2 separate regions of the Oryctolagus cuniculus genome follow, and region 1 is linked to region 2. Evidence: chromatin contacts called from public Hi-C data. All regions are on one chromosome and are shown on one strand. Each heading gives the region's core, a stretch centred on a gene start, on an enhancer-like site or on the middle of the called end of the contact. The rest is flanking DNA. Distances are from core to core; before and after follow the strand shown.

The links. Hi-C and Micro-C count contacts between places; a contact is called where the count stands out from the background.
Region 1: a contact with region 2 is called in a Hi-C map of an unstated tissue, with 6 times the contacts expected there. The contact joins the promoter of LOC138844224 here to the enhancer-like site in region 2. A contact is called at or near these places in 2 of 6 Hi-C or Micro-C datasets (ear pinna and an unstated tissue).

What each region holds. Positions count from the first base shown.
Region 1 is chr1:165,463,550-165,466,249 of mOryCun1.1, reverse strand. LOC138844224 (histone-arginine methyltransferase CARM1-like) reads left to right here and starts at 1,317. Exons shown (of 2, transcript XM_070051464.1): 1 at 1,317-1,523. The coding sequence starts at 1,346.
Region 2 is chr1:165,075,977-165,078,676 of mOryCun1.1, reverse strand. No RefSeq gene overlaps it. Among named protein-coding and RNA genes, the nearest start is that of PUM3, 30 kb to the right of the region's middle. Within about 2 kb of position 1,331, at least 1 of the 8 cell types and tissues checked has an H3K27ac peak or open chromatin away from gene starts, as enhancers often do.

The DNA.
Region 1 (2,700 bases), core at 68-2,567, 390 kb before region 2:
GGCTGAACAGGTTTTCGGGATGGGAGGATAAAGAAGTTCAAGAGTTTCTTTGGGTAGCGTCAAAGCACTCTGTGCCAGCAACTGAGGACTTTGAAAAGGTAGGAAGAAATGGGGAGAGCAAGAAAACGCTTTGCGGAGGCTGGAGGCAGATGGCGGATGACAGGTGGTGACCCTGTGTCCTCCACACCAAAAAGCCTTCTGCATAGTTCTGCATCTCCAAAGAGCCTCTGACTCCGGAGGCCTCTCAGAATGTGGGCCTGGGGTGGGGGTGGGGGCGCAGGTCAACACGATGCGGGTTGCCGCAAAGTCTCCGTGGGAACTGGGACCTTGTGGATCCCGGGTCCCTCAAAGGCACGTGTTCTCCCAAAGTCAACCTGCTTAGGTCACAAATCGACCTCTCATAACTGCAGTGCGGGTGTAGACCTTGCCTTCTCTCTGGAATGGATTCTGAGGTCGCACACCAGAGGCGTACAGAAATCGCTGCAGGATGGGAAGTGTGGGGAGTCTTGGGGGGAACAAACGCTGCTGCCTTTCCCTGACCCCCTGAAGGGGAAGACAGATCGCTACCCACCTGGGTTTGGAAGCTCTGTCCTTTGGAGCTGGAGCCAGGCAGGCTGGCGAGGTAGCTAGGTAGTCAGGCATCAGCTCTGAGACCAGAGCCCCTGGCTCTCCCCGCCCATTTCCCGGGAACTGAATGACAATATAGCAGCAAACAAACTTTCCCTCTCAAGGTAGGTAATGGAAGAGGAGCGTGAGCCTATTCCTTGGGGCTCAGCCCGCTCCTCCCCACCGTGCCCTGGGGACCAGCCAGTGAGGAAAGAACTCAGCACTAAGGACCACTGCCCCAATGTGGGTGCCAGGAGCCCCCGGAGCCCTCCCCAGAGCAAGTGTCCACCAAGCCCAGAGATCTCGCCAAGCCCTTTGCGAGATCGACTCCCACGCCCGCAGAGAGGGTCCTGCGAACAGCAGGTGTCACCCTTTTGCTTCCAAACCCCAACTGCCTTCAGGTGCGTCGCGCACTCTCCAAACTTGGGTGTTGAGAGCTGCGGCCTCGCGGGGTAGCTGGGCCCATCTGCTCCCCGACAGCGCGTTCCCGTGTGGTGTGGGGTCGCACCTGTTCCTCGGCGCTGCCCCGGGGAACTGGCGGGGTGAAGTTCCGGGCAGCAGGTGTGTGCAGACGCCCCCGGGAGTCTCAGAGGCCGGAGATGGAACTAGCACGGGAGAGGGGGAAGGCAGCGTGAGATTCCAAGTCCCTCCTCCTCCCCCTCGCAGTTTCACGGCGGGAGCGGCGCGGCGCGGAGCTGAGGAGGCGCGGCTGGGGGCTACGCACGGAATCGCTGGGACCATGGCCTCGCCCTCCGCTCGGGCCCAGGTCCCAGCGCGCCTGCAGTACGGCGTTCAGCTGCTCTTCGTGACCGAGGAGCAGTTCTTCAGCGCTGGGCAACTCTCGCCTGCCAACTCCCAGGCTCTGCGGCTGGAGGTGCTCTTGGCAGAGGACGAGGCGACCGCGACGGTGATTGACGGTGAAGTACTGGCGCCACCCACGCGCGCGAGTCCTGCTCGAAAGTTGCGGCCCACGTGCGCGCGAGTGCGGTTGTAGGCGTGCGGTGCGTGTGTGGTTAGCTCGGTGTGCTATAGCAATGTAGGAGTGTGGGCGCACTTGTGTAGGAGCGCAGGTGTGTGCGCCGGCGTATAAGGGCGCAGGTGTGTGCGCTCGGCGCGAGTGATGAAGGCGCAGGTGTTTGGCCCTGAGAGGGTGTATAAGGGAGTAAGTGTGTACCCCAAGCGCGGTTACGTGGGGCCGCTGTGTCCGTACGGTGGTGAGTACGGTGGTGTTCGTCCGCCGTGTGCGTACAAGAAAGTACAGCTAGTGCACTTCTAGTATCGCCCAGCAGGTGTGCATCCCGTAAAGCTTGCTGGCAGGGATAACTTTCTGGTCCTATAAACGCCCAACTCGGTCCCGCTATATCTTTATTGCTCTCAGAGAACTTCGGAGCTGCAGGTAAGAGGCCTGGAAACTGGTTTGAGTCTTCAGTTGGAGCTGCCAGAAGTGAGGCCCAGAGGAGAATCAAGTTAGGAGCAGAGCAGGTCAGGAGCCCGAGTCTTCCTACTTTCTGGCCGGTTGTTTCCGGTTCCCTGTTCAAGACCACTTTGCAGTCACAGCTCCAAGTGTCTCGTGGGGGTGAAGTTTAGGGAGGACTGAGCAGGTGTATAGCGTTCTCAGTGGCTGGCATGGCCAAGGCCACGTCCTTTCGCCATTACTTGTTGGTTCAGGAAGTAAGTGTCACAGAAATGGTGCAAGCTCAGACTCTGGGCTGGGTGAGCTGTGGGCAAGTTAGGGGAGAGCTTCAAACCTTTGTGGGACCCCGGAACGTTCCGCGGGTGTATGGGAACGAGTAGATACTGGCTTGAAGAAATGTGGTGTGCATTTGGGCAGGAAATCTTGCGTTTTCTGAGGGTTTCACGCCCTGCTTCTAGCTCACTGAGTACGGCGTTCTGGCGGCTGTGGCGAGCAGAGCAGGTCTCTTTGATTTTTATGACTCAAGGCTTCCGTGGTTTCTCCCCACCCTAGCTTCTAAGACTGTGTAGCGTTTCAAGTTCTGTGCTGTGGGCTCTTGTGAGAATTTTAGGGGAACTGTCCTCACCGAAAAGTAGGATCCAAGCTCCTTGCTTTATTTTCCACACATTAGAACAGTGTCA
Region 2 (2,700 bases), core at 82-2,581:
TCCCTAGGAAGAAAGGACAGACAGGAGGAAGAGAGGGTATGGAAGAAATCTCAGTGCTTCAGAGGCATGAAGAAAGCAAAGGCTAAGGAAGGAAGAATTGTGGGGGTTGGGTCTCTGTAAATACCTCATTCCTATTTAGCTCGAGCCTGGCCAGTTAGAGTGAGGCTTGGCATCCTTCAGTTGGCAAAATGAGTGAGACTAATTAAAAAGGCATGAATCTGGACTGGGCATGTAGCCTAGTGATTAAGATACCCCTGTCCCATATTAATCCCACAATGGAGTCCCTAGGTTCAGTATCTGGCTCCAGCTTCCTGCTAATGCAGACCCTGGGAGGCAGTGCTTTATGGCTCAAGTAGTTGGATCCCTGTCACTCACGTGGGATTTAGGCTGCAGCTCTACATCTGGCCCCAGCCTCAGGGCCCAGCCAAGCTCCCATCATTGCAGGCATTCAGGGAATGAACTAGCAGATTTAAGCGCTCTCTCGCTCCCTCTCCCTCTCCCTCTCCCTCTCAAACATTGTATCTATGCATGAAACCAAAGATCATTAATCTAGAATCTTGTGATATTCAAATGATCCATGGGTAAGATTTAAGGGGTCCATGAACCAGGACAGGTGAAATAAGAAAATAAAAGAACAAGAGAGAGAGTAGAAAATACATCTTTATTTTTTAATCTCTCACTAAAATCAAGCAGTTTATCAAATATGCAGGCCACAAACATCACAGCAAAGATGTTGCATATATCTTTAAATACTGTTTTGCTTATTTCTATTTCAAAATGACAATGGAAGGGAGACATCACCCTGGATTTCATTTTTATTACATAAATGAAGAAGCCCACATATTGCTGTATCTCACACTTTCTTATTTTCTAAAATATTTTGATAAGTATAGTTCAATGCAATTGGCCTCCTTTGTAATCCTATTCGTGCTATTTTGTGCATTTACAAACCCAGAGCTAAGGAGTTCAGTAGCCACTGGAGCTAAGAACCCTTATTTGAAAGTCTGTTCAGAGCTTGGCTGGGAAGAACACAGTGTTCCAAGCTGTCCCGTGCAAAGGAAGCCTGAAGAATTGCCTTGGACAGAACCGCATTCACGCCTTGCCTCCAGGGCTCTAGGCACCTGACTTTAAAAGAGGTATTAATAATAATCACTATTCTCTGTAGCTTGCCAAGAACCTGGGGAACGCTGTATTTCATTCTTGTTTCTGTACGATCAGGCATTTCAGAGGAAATAGTGCCACCTGGTGGCCAATGTACCCCCTTAAGTGAATGCTTTATCTTGCCATTAATTAGAAGCCTTCCCAGCAAATCACCGGTCCTTGCTCAGCTCAGCCCGGTGTTGCCCAGTGCACATGTGCAGTCTTTCAATTCCCAGTCGCACAAGTTCAAGGTAGGACAGTGCTCCAGCAAGGTTCAGCAGAATCACATTTCGCCTCCTTTTTAGAAACGTTCAGCAGGGGGCAGTGATGGGCAGTATTAGAACTGAACTGTCACAAGGCTTCCACAATGGCCAAGGTCCCCCTCCCCTCCATAGGGGGTTTCATGCGTGACGGTGCCTGGATCGCATCAAATCCAAGGTGGACAAAAAGAGAAGAGGGCTGCGGCAACACCCACCTCTGTATCCACACCGCAGTGGTGTGGATCTCGGTGGACTGTCAGCGGTCCTGACACGCTGCCCGTGAGTTTTCTTTCTTATTTTGCTCAATTTGGCCTGGCCTCACTTGTTGTGGGGCTGGCTCCTCATCTCCCGGTTGACTGCGCACAACTTGTGCTGGCTCTTCCCCTGGTGCCTTCCTCTTAAGTTATTGAAACAGCCCCCTTTCCACCTTTTGCCTCTCGGTTTGTTCTCCACACGGCAGCCAGAATGATCCTGTGAAAACACCAGTCAGACTGGACCACCCCTCTGCTCATGGACATCCTCCCTCGCAGCAAGGAGCAAATTCTTCCCACTAGCCCAGCGCACACTAACGCGTCCTGCACAGGTTTCTCTAACCTCATCTTCAACTCCACTCTGCCTCACCTACACTGCCTGCTTTTCACATTAAGCCGGCATGTCTTTGCCTCCGGACTTTTGCACTTGCTGTTCCCACTGCCTGCAACCTTGTTCTTCCAGGTACCAACATAGATCATTCCCTCACTTCTTTTCCGGTGCCAGGAACGTCATATGCCATTATTGTTGTATTTTTCTCCATAGCACTGATCACCTTTAACATTTCACGTATCTGAGCTATGATTTTTTTATTGTCTTCCTCTCCAACTAGAACACAGTTCCCGTGAGAATAGATAGCTGTCTTCTCGGTTCATTGCTGTATCCCTGGTGTTGAAAGCGCTGCTAGTTAGAGAATAGAGAATCGAATGTCTGCTGGATAGAATGTCATATTTCCTTCCACTGGGAGATCACGCTCTACCTGCTGAATTCTTGTGTTTTGTTGTGCTGCAGTAAGACCCATCCCCCTGGCCTCTTGTGGCCCACGAGGGTCACTGGCTGATTCTCCAGTATGTTTTGAGCTACCACAGGTTCCTCTGCTGCCTATAGCATTAATGCAAGATCCCCCTAAATATAGAGACTCAAATCTACATCTCCTGTCTGATTTGAGCCAATCTTGGAACACACTTGGAATCGTGAGATTGCATGTTTTGACCATGATTACTTTGGGGGAAGCAACAATATGAAGTTGGGCAATGCCTGTATGGAATGG